Regions from separate parts of the Drosophila melanogaster genome. Here region 1 is linked to region 2. Evidence: chromatin contacts called from public Hi-C data. All regions are on one chromosome and are shown on one strand. The core of a region is the stretch at or near the end of the contact, and the rest is flanking DNA. Distances in the headings are between cores, read along the strand shown.

What was found. A called contact is a pair of places that touch in the nucleus more often than the background predicts.
Region 1: a contact with region 2 is called in a Hi-C map of the Kc167 cell line, with 10 times the contacts expected there. A contact is called at or near these places in 4 of 107 Hi-C or Micro-C datasets (the Kc167 cell line, cellular blastoderm embryo, embryo and 1 more) and 1 of 7 datasets of targeted methods (the Kc167 cell line).

What each region holds. Positions count from the first base shown.
Region 1 is chr3L:7,154,857-7,162,116 of dm6, reverse strand. corn (cornetto) reads left to right here and starts at 5,044. Exons shown (of 8, transcript NM_168193.3): 1 at 5,044-6,181. CG8620 reads right to left here and starts at 4,018. Exons shown (of 2, transcript NM_144196.2): 1 at 3,603-4,018; 2 at 3,243-3,538. The coding sequence starts at 3,870. The coding sequence ends at 3,507. Dscam2 (Down syndrome cell adhesion molecule 2) reads left to right here. Exons shown (of 21, transcript NM_168196.4): 21 at 1-2,918.
Region 2 is chr3L:6,994,806-7,001,066 of dm6, reverse strand. It overlaps Mp (Multiplexin), which reads right to left and starts at 2,224. Exons shown (of 20, transcript NM_001300033.1): 1 at 2,064-2,224; 2 at 1,232-1,432.

The DNA.
Region 1 (7,260 bases), core at 3,795-6,294, 160 kb before region 2:
ATACTTTTGGACACTTTTATACGAGTCTAGGGTTTTCTGTGAATCAAACTTAAAAGAGAATAACCTTAAATCAAAATTTGAAGCCTTTAAGGTACAAGCTGATACAACAGGTCGTGAAATTTGTGCCCACCCACGCACACCCAACCACACAACCAGACTAGAACTACACCACTAGGTCTATAAACGAATGAATGCTTGAATGCTGTGGTTGCAATCAGAAAACCAACTCTGGACCCTTTCTTGTACTTGCACCCCCATCACCCCCCAACGATTGCCACCCACCACCCTCCCACTCCCCGAATGAAAACACGCATCCAGGGCCGGCATCCTGCGCACGCTGCATCCGCTCCAGCTGCAGGCCGAGTGCAACCTCGGCGCCTTCCATCGCACAGAGGACGGCGGCCTGGGCGAACGGATCGAGCTGGCCGAGGTTGAGGTCGATGTGGATACGATTAAGAAGCTAAAGCTGGGTCAGAGGTCATCGCTCTGGTCCCGACCCTCATCCACCACCTCCCAGCTGCAGCAGGAGCACCAGCAGCAGCAACAGCAGCAGAAGCACCACCAGCAGCAGCAGCAGCAACACCACCAACAGCAGCAGCAGCAGCAGCAGCAGGCACCACAGCAACCACACAAACGAGCGCATTCAAAGTCACCGCAGCCACAACAACAACAGCCACTGCAACAACAACGCCAACAACATTCACCCGCTCCTGGCCAAAAATTGCTTAGCGAGAAATCGGATTATTCGATATCCGTCTGAGACATTGGTAAGATCTGATCGCAAGATCAGCAGATTGGATGAGACCGGGCCCCCCGATAGCCACAAATTTAGCAGCAGCCGGGCCGTTTTTGTACATTTTTGTAATGCATTTGTTACCTTACCAAGACGCCCCCCCCCCCCCTAAACCCCCTAAAAACCATTACACCACTCTTGAAATGATAAACCTCAATTCCAAACTTTCGGAACAGCCCCGCACCAAGTAATACCCTTCTCTCTCCCCAAAAGAAACAACCAGATGAACACTCAGTAAACTTTCGGACAATCAGTATCAAAATTCTGCACCAACCATCCAAAAACCAAAACATACCGAATCGAAACACTTCCCATTATGAACTCCTGCCCGTATTTATAGAGGTCATACTATATCTAAGTATTAACGATTGTGCATGCTATATACCCACGTATGTATGAATATGGCATGTGTCCAAAAAGAACCCAGGTCAGTTGTCGAACTTCCAGAAATGTTGTATGTACATATATATACTAACGTAGTCTATTAAGTATCCGTAACGACTAATGCGTATATCACTCGAAACTGTAACTCAAACTACTAACTGCAAAACTATCGCAAACTATCGTATCGAATCGATTCGAATCGAACTGTTTTTCATCGTATGTAGAAAGAACGAACTTCTTCTAGATGTGGAAGTCTCGAATAGCATTGAGTGTTTGGCCTATGAAAAGCTACTCCTAAAGTAGTTCTATAAGTTTCGGTTTTGTGGGTACACCAGGGCGATGAAACGAGGAATTTAATCTTGAAATTTTCAACTAAGCCGAAAACTCAGATATACATATATGCTGTGTACAAATTTATATGAATGTATATTGATGTATGTCCCCGTGTGCGTGTCTACGTTATGAGGCAGTCGTGTGCTCATCTATGTATATAGGATATATACCGAGATATACAATCGAAGAATACTCATTTAGTTGTTAGCGAATCCACGTACATGTAGAGTATTGAGCAAATGCTGTAAATAATCAAAAAAGTAAAACCCTCAAAGGACTGACAATGTTGCATGACTCACATAGAAAAAAAAAAAAAAACAAAAGACAAGTAAAGCCACAATGAAAATGTTAACTAAATGTATTCGATATAGCCGATGTACACAAACTCGAATATGTCGCCAGCTGAATTTGAATTCAAGAAAGCAGTATTCATAGATAATCTGACATGATATCGCATACATTAGTGTTTCCATTACAATAAACTGTCATTCGTCGAGTTGTAGATAAATGTTTTTAAAAACGAATTAATGAAAGTAAATTGAATGAGCCTGTAGGAGAATCAAATACCAGTCGTAATTAAATTTCGAATTATCATAAAAACTCAATCAAGCAGACGCGAATGGAACGAAAGCCAAGTTAGGAGCAGACAAACAAACTACAAATTAATATAACTCTTAGTTCGTATCGAATAATCCAAAAGTAATACGAGTACATAGCTGTATTTTAACTAGCCTAAAAAAGCATAAGGAAACCAATTAAACAGTCAAATAAAATCGATGAGGATTAGAAGGAGGATCAGAGGGACGAATTGAACCCATTTCGGAAACCATGTGCCAAAATTTGTTTTTAGACAAAGCTCTCTTAAATTACGGATATACAATAAATAATGCAAGCCATGAAAAGCGAGTAAATAGCAGCCACTAAATATGAACATACCAATTAGAGCCACAGAAATCACAAAATAAAGTCGCAGATTAAGGTGTTCACTTGGGTAAAATTTATTCCAACCCGAGCCAGACAGCATAATTCTTTAGTGTCTCATTTGAAATAAAAGCAAAAAACAAAATCGAAAATTTACGAGCCAGCAGCACTCTTTGTTTATATAGCGATTAACGCGATTTTAGTCGGTTTTTATATGCATTTATTTGTACGAAGCAATGAAATGGTTTATTACATTTAACATCGAATTTTACGAATTTATTAAGAACAACAGAAAAGTTGCGACTGCAAGGAGCAAACTCACAGCAAAGTCTACAAATCAAAAGATGAAATTAACTTAATAGATCACAATCAAAACGAGAACAAACCGAGTAATTATACGAGAGGGAGAAACAATTTTTATGTTTAACATATAATTAGCACAACAACTACAAAATAAAAACTATTAATGTAAAAACAAACGGCATTTAAAAAATATAAGAAATATTTAAAAATAACAAACGATTGTTTATTTGTTAATCGGCTGATGGAGGTAAGATAAAAACTTCTTTTTACAGTTCCAAAACTTTGAACTTTATTTTCTCAGAAAAATGGTTCAAATATTTCACAACTTTGGTAAATATGAATGCTAAATTAAATCAGCATTTCATCAACGAATGTAACTTATTATCTTGAATACCTGAACAGTATGTATTATTTGCACCCAAAATAAAGATAAGCCCACCCTCCATTAAAAAGAATTCATTTGAATATTTTTTTCATATTTTATATATTTTATTATTTTTTTTTTTTTGGTTTTTTTATGCGCACTTAATATATAAAATGAATATTGAATAATACTGAATGAAGCCAGATACTCACACTGAAATCCGAACGGGCAGAGCCAGGGGTAGTGCTCGAGATCGTCGGGAATCGGTGTAGGACCTGGAACGAGAACGCCCATGAGAACGACCACGCGAGTGACCACGGGAGCGACCGCGAGACCGGGAACGATCCCGCTTGCGGTCATCTCGCGTGTGTCTTCTCCGCGGCATGTGCCCCTCCTTCTCCGCCAGGATCAGCTCGCAGTCACTGTGGTCGGAACTGGAACTGGAAGATGAGCTAGTGTGATGACTATGACTATGATGTTTGCGTCCTCTGTGTCGTCGTTTACCTCCATCGGAGCTGCGGTGCTTGGACTTGGTCTCCTTGATGGAGAGTTGAGATTCCTGCTGCTGCTGCTTCTGGATCTGTTTCATCACATCGTTCAGCATTTTCTGGGCCATGTTGGCCTTTCGAATGAGACGCTCCATCGACGGCAAGGCCATGTCCTCGACTTCCACGGGCGTGGCATTTGGCAATTGGCCGCGGCATCCTTGACATGCATCCGGCCCTGCATTTGCCGCAGTTTGCTCACGTGCCACGTTATCGGATTGCGACATTTTTGCACTAGTTTACAACTGACCCGATAAGAAATTCACTCAACACTTTAATTACTGATTAACTACTGTTTCTCTGAACTGGATATAACTGCTGCGGAATCTGTTGCTTATGTTTCGACTGCTTCACTTGAACACTTGAATTTGACTGGCTTCTGCGGCATTCGGTCGATGAGCTTTTATAGGCAACTTTGGCGCCAAGCTAATCGCGACTTTCGGACTGTAAACATTTGCCTTTCTTTATCAGTCACATACTCATACAAACCACACGATAAATGTGACGTCATCTGAGCTATTTTTAACCAAATCGCATTCATGGGTTTTTGGGAAATTACTTCCATTGATCACGTGTTTTTAATGTTACATAATTTCATTGCCGAACGTAACCTCAAACATATTTCATATTTTTGCGAAATTCTTCTTACTTTTGTATTTCTGCATATTATATGCATTATAAATATTCTGCGTATTTTTATAAGCATACCTTTTATTATTTTTTACGATTTTGTGAAATATGACATTATTTTGATATAATTTTAATTTTGAATTTCGTCCAAGTGTGTAATTTTAAAACAATTATTTTATCGTTTTAAATCATCGAAAATTTTAAGAATATAAAGTATTAAGAAATTTACACAATTTTTTGAAAATGTTTTGGGATCTTAATAATTGCATAAATCAGGTTTAGCACATTATTTTAGAAATACTAAACGGTTAAATATTTTACAGAACTGCTATTTAATTTTAAGGTATAAGACTACGTATAAGACATTACCGCTTGAGACTAGTATTTTTATTGTGGTATTTTCATGATTGCTTTTGAATTGTGCCCGCCAAAATATGCAGTCTTAACCACAAGCGGTTAAAATCATTCCTTACGTTTACTTATATTTAAAAATCGACAAAAGGTATAATAATTCAAAACTATTAAAAAATTTTAAATAAAACTAAACGAGTCTAAGTTTTCTTAATCAAAATAGCTGTTAATATGGATAAGATATATTTGGCGCATCCAATAGATACATTTAACCGCTGAAGAGAATTAACAGTGTGATACGCCAGACTGTTAACAGACTGTTAAAACGCGATTTCCCGGCTTTGGTATTTTTACATTACCATCATTTGGTTTCTCTGATATTTTAAAAATCTATATAAGCAGCTCGCAACGCATTCTCTCTGTAATTTTTCGGGAGAGCGCAGCAGCGCGCGCTGTTTTTTCGGTTACCATTAAAAAATATTATTAAAGAAACATCGTTATAACTTTAATGCCAACGGAGTTGCGGCAATTGAAACTGATTTTTTAAGCAAACGAACAATAAATTCGACGTGGAGTGTGCTTCTGCTCGCCTACATGAAGTAATAGCGATGTATATTATGATTTAGTAAATATAAATCGATTTAATTAATATTTAAACTTGTTGTTTTCCGCGAGTGGGCGCGTTTTGTTACCAAGCCGCTATACGATTTTCGTTTTTCCGACTTTCCTGCGCGCCGAACGGGTTTTTCAACGAAGCCTTGCTGTCTTTTTCCTCGTAAGCAGCAAAAACAAGGCTGAAAAACTAAATTAAAGCGACTCGCTTCAGCTGCAGATTAATCGATGTGCGGCTATAGACTTTTAATTCGCAGATTCATCATCGATTTTTCCTTTGGGCTCAGCTGCAGTGCGCTAGTGTACGTGTATGTGCGTGTGTGTGAGTTGGTCCTGACAATACAAATAAGCCGTTGTGTTAGGTAAACGGAACAACAAAAGGAAGTGAACCAGAGAGAGAAAGAGAGAGAGGAAACGGCAGGACGATACCGAGTCCTTGAGCGATCATTCATGCTCTTCTTCTTCTCCAGCTGCAGCTGTCACGAAATTTCGCGCGTGCACGTGTATGTGTGTGTGTGGGAGACAGGGAGAACGCCGAAGTTAGTAATTTCTCTCCACTTCTCAGTGTTTGTGCATTCAATTTGCACAAAATTGAAGCGACGCGCTAAATTCGCAAATTTCCGTCCGCGAATTGCCATCCATTATTTTGCACTCCCCCCCAAGAGAGCGAGAGCAATAATAGAATTATCAGGCAAAGCAAAAAAAAAAATCAAAACTCAAGCGAAAAGAGAATGCCCTGGGAGGCCGTAATACCAATACCGCGACCCTCTGACATTTCCATCGTCGCCCACCAAAGGAACAACAACTGAGCGACAAAGACAGCAACAATCCGACAAACAAACAAACAAAACAGCAAACGAGCGAATCAACGAACGAAACTCCAGCAGCAGCCTCAACCTCCTCAACCGCTGGCACAGTTTTCCTCCTTCAACTCCAGCTCCGTGGGTGAGTAGCTACAGTGGAACGCCACTAAGTAGAACATTCTGCGAGTTCTAAGTTAAATTGCAGAGAATATCGCTTTGAGCACAAACTGATTAGAAATTGCCTTCACTTGGTCTTAGAAAGTTTACTAATACCAACTGATACATCGTTTTTTTGTTTGTTAATGTCAGTTTTAAATTGAAATCGATTAACAAATCTTAATGTCCTTTTTATATTTTTTTATAATGGATGTGGGATATGGGGGAAAGGCAAATGGCTCTTACGTGTAAAATTTTATAGTTTTTCCATAGCATTTAAGTACAATTAATTTTCTTTACGAAGAAAATGAAAGTTTTGCTTATGTAACAAGCCAAATTTAAGCAAATATTTTGTTTTTTGTATCAGGATAAAAGTTAAGCTTACCCAATCTCCACTGTAACTCATTGGCGGGTAGAAAGTGGTTATCGAATATGAGCTGCGTCTTATGTTGAAGCCACATCGTCGTGTGGGCGAGAGGGTGGTTGTGGTGGGTCAGAGGTGTGTTGGCGTCGTGCGGCTTTGGTTTTTAGCTGAAATTAAAAAGGTCAGGACCGCCGGACTGAGGGGCTTCCGGATTTTGTATCCTAGCCACGTAGTCCGCTTCATTATGCAGCGTTAACTTTGTATGTAAAAGCGTATATACGTATGTACATATGTACATACATATATGGATGTGGCAAGCGGTGAATATAATTTCAGTTGCATGACTTCGGCGATAATCGATTTTGAAGCGACGAAGCAATCAGGAAGAGTGCAATTTAATGTCAGTCCGTCACTCAGTCAGTCAAACAGTCACAACTTGACACACTGCAAAAAGTTATGCTGCAAAATGGAGGTCAGCATGACGTTTTTGCATTAAAGATACAAAGGGAAATGTAGCAAAAACCAAACTTTTTGCTTAAAAAGTTTGGTAATACTTAATGTTTGCATGGATTTAGGCAAGCAATTGCGTTTTAAGTTTACTTAGAAAAGTATATACATTTGTCAAGTAAATAGTATCAATGTGCTCAATCGATTCCCATTTCCTTGAATTAATAATTGGTATATGCTACCATTTTTCCGGC
Region 2 (6,261 bases), core at 975-3,474:
TCAAAGTTCAATGATTGAATATCTTAAAATTTAAATACAACATTTTCCATGCATATCATGCAGTGCGTTACCATTAAGCAATAAGTCTTCAAAAAACCAATTACTTAGGGAGGTCAAATTTTTTCCTGTAACTGATGCAATTTGGATGCACTTCATGCTTCAATATATTTCAAATATTTCACCAGAAAACTCAAACTGTCACAGAAGCCACCCATGGAATAATTATAGATTCGCAGTCATGCGACAGCTCTCACTCAAGATTTATATGCAATAATTACAAGTTTATTTCGACATGATTGCAATATGCAATTATCGCGCTTTAGGTATGTATTTATATATAAAGCTGGGCCCCATAAATCGCGAAATTCGCAGGCGAATAAGTTGACTTATTGACTAGCCCCGTCGACAGCTTCAATTTCCGCTGCTCCATCGCAGACTTCATCGACATAATGCTGTTGAAAGATCATTAATGTGGGAACTCCTAATGCCGACAAAATATTGAAGCTAAAAAAAAAATATAAAGATAGGCAAAGAAAAACTGCAGATGGTATAGGGAAAACTTTAAAAGAAACTTTGCAGCAATAGAAACATTTAAATGTTCTTTTCTTTAGGCATAAATTAGAATGAGTTGTTGGTTTTCTTTAGCATTATAACCCTTTATATTTCCTTTTATGTAAGCAAATCAATAGTTATTTTCAGAAGTGCTGACTTATCCGTAAGTCAGTACCCTTAAACGTGAATATAATGTGCAAACATTTTGTATGATTTTAAATCAAGATTGCAGACATACTGCCAATATTTGAGCCAACAGATGGCCAAATAAATCCGTCAAGGGCAAACCAAAAGCCGAATATTGCTTCTTCTTTTAAACCAATAGACTCTTAGTTATATTTATTAATGAGCTGCGCAAATATGCATAGTTAATTTTCAGTTCATTGCCGTTGTTTTTGCTTTGTTTGTTTGTCGGCTATTTTGTTTGTCGTCATGAATGGGTCGATTATGATATCGGCAGAAATGGAGAAAAACTAAATGTTATTTAATAAGTAAATAAAAGCAAAGCTAATCGTTGGCCGAGATTACCACAAGCGAAAATGCATTTCCCGCACTTGCAATTATCATTACGAATGTCCGACTTCAAGTGGATTTGTTGGGCAATATGGAATTTTTGGACGTACACCCATTTACGTGACCATCAAAGGGTAATCGCTTAAAAATAGTTGGGCGGACTTACCTCAGTCTCCAGCTGAATGGCACTGAATATTTCCACGTATTTCCTGGCGGAAGTGGGCCTTTTTCACTGCTGCATAGTTTCGGGCGACAGTTTCCAGCAGCAGGACACTTTTCACAAAGCCTTCGGACACTTTTCTTTTGAGCCCCGGCTTCCTTTTCTATATATATACTCTCGGTTATTCCGTTCTTGTAATTCACTACACTACACAAAACGGGGGAACAAAACGGGGATTTATAAAGGGGTGTACTTGGGGAAGATCAATGGAAGTGACCAAATGGGCAGACAATGATTGGTCATTCGAGATGGCATTGACATTGGCCAGTCATTGTCCAATCCAATAATGGCACAAAGCAGGAGCCACAAAGGCAGCCCGAAGGATTTCTGAACACAAAACACAAAGTGGACCGATCGGCTGTGGGGGACAACTAAGTTTCGCAATCAAAAGTGCACTGAAAATTTAATTTGTCTTTTTTTCATAAAAAATGAGTGTTCAAGATTCACGGTTTGCTTGTCTGAAATGTTTTAAGAAAGAAATCGAAGCGGTATATATTTTGCGTTCATTAAAAGTTTGCCTCTACATCAAAAGCTTTATCAAAAATAATTGACATTAATATGAAATATAAATTATGTGACTTTTTGTTGATTAAAATTGTTTACGACTCTTAAAATGTATGTTTATTAGCACAATTTGTTCAGTGTGTTTGGTTTTAGTACGCTGAAGTCTACGAGTTTATTTAAAACGCTTTAAAATTGTATTTTTAATGCACTTTTTCTATGAATATTTTTAATATTTTCAAGCTACGTTTTTTTTTTCTTCTTTCATTTAACGCACAATCTCGTTTTATTTCGCAGTGTACCAATCTCAGCCGGCAAATTCGCGAGTTGTATGTTTTTCGTTTCGCAGGGGAGCACGCTTCGTTGTGGCCGGCACTCAATTCGCGTGTGGGTGCCCTGCGATGCGCTCCGTTCAGCGTTCAGACTGAGACTGAGACTGAGGCCTGAAAAGCTGGCAGCCGGCAGAGCAGCTGGCAGCGCAGTCGGCAGCGGGAGAATGCCGAAATCAAAATGCTACCGTTTGCCGTCTATGGTAAATACATTTTGGCAGATACTTTTGTCGCTGATACCTATACAGATACTAATGGAACGCGAAATTCGAAATGCAATTAAAAGCATTGTTTTAAGGCACTCGAAATGGTAGATAACTTTTAAATTTAAATGAATTTAAATCGAGTTTTCGATTTAGTAAACAGCTAGTGCAATTTTGTTTTGCTGAGCCAATATTTGAGGTGCAAACTGAACGAATTTAATTGACTTTCTACGAGTATCCTAAACGTTGTGTACGATGAGCAAAATTGCGGAAATGAAATGAAATTAAATTGAATTAATTATATTTAACAAAAAACCAACGATAGTTGTACTTCCGAAAACAATATTTTCAACAAAAAACTGATAAGCATTATTCTTAGTTTCTTTTCAAAGAAATTTGAATTTCTAGAATTTATGATTCTCACTCGATATAACTGGCGGTATACATGATATCATAAACCGTTTTATGAACAATATTTCCAGTAACGCGAATTTCCTGCAAGCCAAATCAAAGCGGCAATTTTCCGCTGCAAGGTGCAGCGACTGCAGGTGCTTATGGCTTCAGCATTTTCCGACTTCTCCCTGCTGTCGTCTTTGCACCGACCACTTGGCTATAAATAGGGCCAACTGGAGAGACGAACCATACGGGGCAACACTTTCGTTTAACTTTGGCAAGGGAAAGCGGGCAGGACAGCAGCGCAAATTAGTTCCCAAGCGGCTTTGAAAGGTACGTGGGCCATAGGAAAGTGATAAGGCTACAAGTGCGAAGAAGTCGACAAATTTTTGGAGGGGCGGGAAAACATAGTGAACACATGCCCCTGGTCCCACATGTGCTGTGGCAAGTTGGCCGTCTTAATTATTTATACGTAATAAAACTAAGCATAATTTTCCAGCAACAACTACGCACCGGCGCCTCATTTGAAATTCTATAAATAAATTGAAAAGCAGTTGATATAGTTGAATCGCAAAAGGCTCGAAAGGCTCAAAACTCAAAAAAGCCGGAAAAACTGAAAACACATTCATACAAGTTGTTGGGCAAAAAAAAATTGAGAGAGGAAAAGAGCCAGAGAGAAAGAGAGAGAGAGAGAGAGCGCGTGTGTGTGTTGGCAGAGAAAGAGAGCGCCGTCGACGTCGACTGCGACGCGGGCACATGCGGCGTATGCGTAATTTTGTCAGCCTTATCAGAAAGCCATTGCAAGCAAACTTTATTTTAAAGAGCCGGCCATTTATCGAACTTGCAACGTGTTGTCTCCACCCGGCCCTTCCCCTTTTGGATGGGGGTATTCCCCAAACACCCCCCCCCCCTCGACCATTTTCTGCCACAAGAGTCGCGTTGTTTGCACGCCGACTGCCCAAAGCCCGCCAATTGTTTATTCAAGCAGCATCACAGCATCGCAGCATCGCAGCTCATGTTGGCCATGTGCACTTGAACTGCCTTCGCCGGCATGCCTGTGCATCCATTTGGCCGGCGATGTGTTTGTCTGGCCATTTTTTTTCCAACTCCGAAGCCGGCCTGCGTCTCAGACACTGAGAAAAATGTTTTGCCTATAACATAAGGTTATCTACTAAAAGCAATTTCATTCAATAGCGCAATGATGTCAAAAAAATTTTTATTTCTTCGAATCAACTGCAAAGTTATTTTACGAATATGAATATATGAATATGAGTTATCTCCAAAAAAATACATACATATATTACGTTACATTAATAGATAACCAATATATGGAATGTCGCGCATATATTTTTCTCTGTGTAATACGCGCTGATTGCAGTTGTTATCGCGGCAGTTTGTTGTTGTCGCCGGGTTTAAGCGCCTCTTAGTGGCAGTGAATCAGTGGCCAAACATGTAATCTGTTTAATGGCCAACTGACCGTGCATCGGACCAACTGGTCCTTTACGCCCCTGTAGCATTTCAGCCCGTCGCGTATACGCACTGTGAGCCAGACAGAGCATTGGAATTTGCATAGATCTTTCGCCAAATACTTGTGTCTTTTTTTTTTGTGCGGCGGCTCTTGTAAATGCCCACCTGTTGAATACGGCAAACCGAGGCAGAAACAAAACAAAATAAAAGAATAACGAAACAAATGCCATTTGGACATTTTGGGCCAAACAAAAAACCGTGAGTAATCGTTAAACAAAATAACCGCCACAAAAAAACGAAGTTAGTCTCAAAGCGAACGTAAACTTGTTCAGCTGCTGATTTGCATAAAACGCTAAAACTGAAGCTGAAACAAATAAACATTAAGCGCATTTCTGAGAAAACAACAATAAATATAATCATTGCATTTAGTACTAGCTTAGCTGATTTTTCAATTAGTCTCGGAATCGAACGACTTCTTAAAACCCTTAATCTAAATCTCCGATCTTTTTGAGTATTTTTATTAAACTGGCGAAACCTGGCTTACAACATTCTTATCGGGTCTTTTGATTAGCACTTATGCCTCGTTTCAGACACCATTTATAGATATCCACAATTCTAGAGTAAATGACCCGAAAACCCGAAAATTCAAACCAAAACATGCAAAATTTACATAAATAACGACCTGATTTGCCTTGACTTTAATCATCGAAAGTTGAAGTTTATTTGCATTTAAGCAAGAATCCGATTGCATATAAGTTTGATTATATGATAGCCACATTTCCGCTTTTAGTCCTGAGATCAAGCAGATTTTATAGTGTGGCGCTCAAATTCGATGTTTGTTAACAAAAGAAGTCTGCTATGCACATATACTTGATGTTAACTAAAACTGATTATCACCAATAAAATGTCGCCTTATTTTTCTGGGTATTTCTAAACCTGCTGGACTCTTTTTTTATAGCCCAGTTTATTATTTCTTGAACGTTTATAGACCCAATATAAAAGCGCCTAATATGTGCTAAAAATTTGGATGCTGTTGATTAGCATCACACTGGATTCGCATCGATTGAGATAATCCATTTACCCTATTAAGTCAAGTGATAATTTGCATTTTGAATTTAAATATCAAAATAATTTTATTGCGTTTAGTTTCGTTGTTCAATATTCATTATTTGTATGCATGAAAAACTATATATGTGTGTATGTGCCACGGAGACTCACAAACAGCTAGGCAATTTTTATTCTGAAAATAACACGGCAAAGAAAAAGTGTTCTCACTGTTAAAATTCGATTTTCGTCCTTCGAATTCGCTTTTTGTACCTTTGCCCATTCGAATATATACTTTCTAAGACATAGATGGCGCTTTAAATTCGGGGAAATTAATATGGGTTTTAGTGAAGACTTTTTCAAAGGATGCAACAACTTCGATGGCTGTTAAACAGAAAAAGCACCATGACACTGAGAGCCAAAAGAGCAGTTTACGTCCACTGCGTAGCCCCGATCTGGCTGTACGGAATACAGATCTGGGGTATTGCAGCAAAATCCAACTACAACCGCATTCAGGTATTGCAAAATCGTGCCATGCGTGCAATTACAGACTGCCCATACTATGTACGTGGCACTACCCTTCACCGTGATCTGAATCTTCATACAGTGGAAGAGCAGATCTCCAGGCACACCAGCAGATATAGTGATAGACTAAGACGACACCACAGTATACTTGCTAGACGCTTACTCCCTGCTAGGCCTCTAAGGAGATTAAAAAGGAAGGGTTTCGCCAAAACACTTGGACAACCCTAAAGACCCCCTCGAAATATGAGACATAGTTGTAAGTCCTCACATGATTAGTGAGAGGTTTGGTTTTATCTTTTATATGTTAATTGCGCTGTTATGTTACTGTTACTGCATTGTATTGATTCATCGCTTCTAAATAAATAAATATATATAAAAAAGTGAAGACTTTTATGTGATATATATTAGAAGGCATATAAAAGTATGCAACAAAAAGATTGTTTTCGAAACTTACTTGAGCCCACAACAGATGGCGCCAAAAAATGGTTCGAGAATTAGCTAATGAGCTCTTACA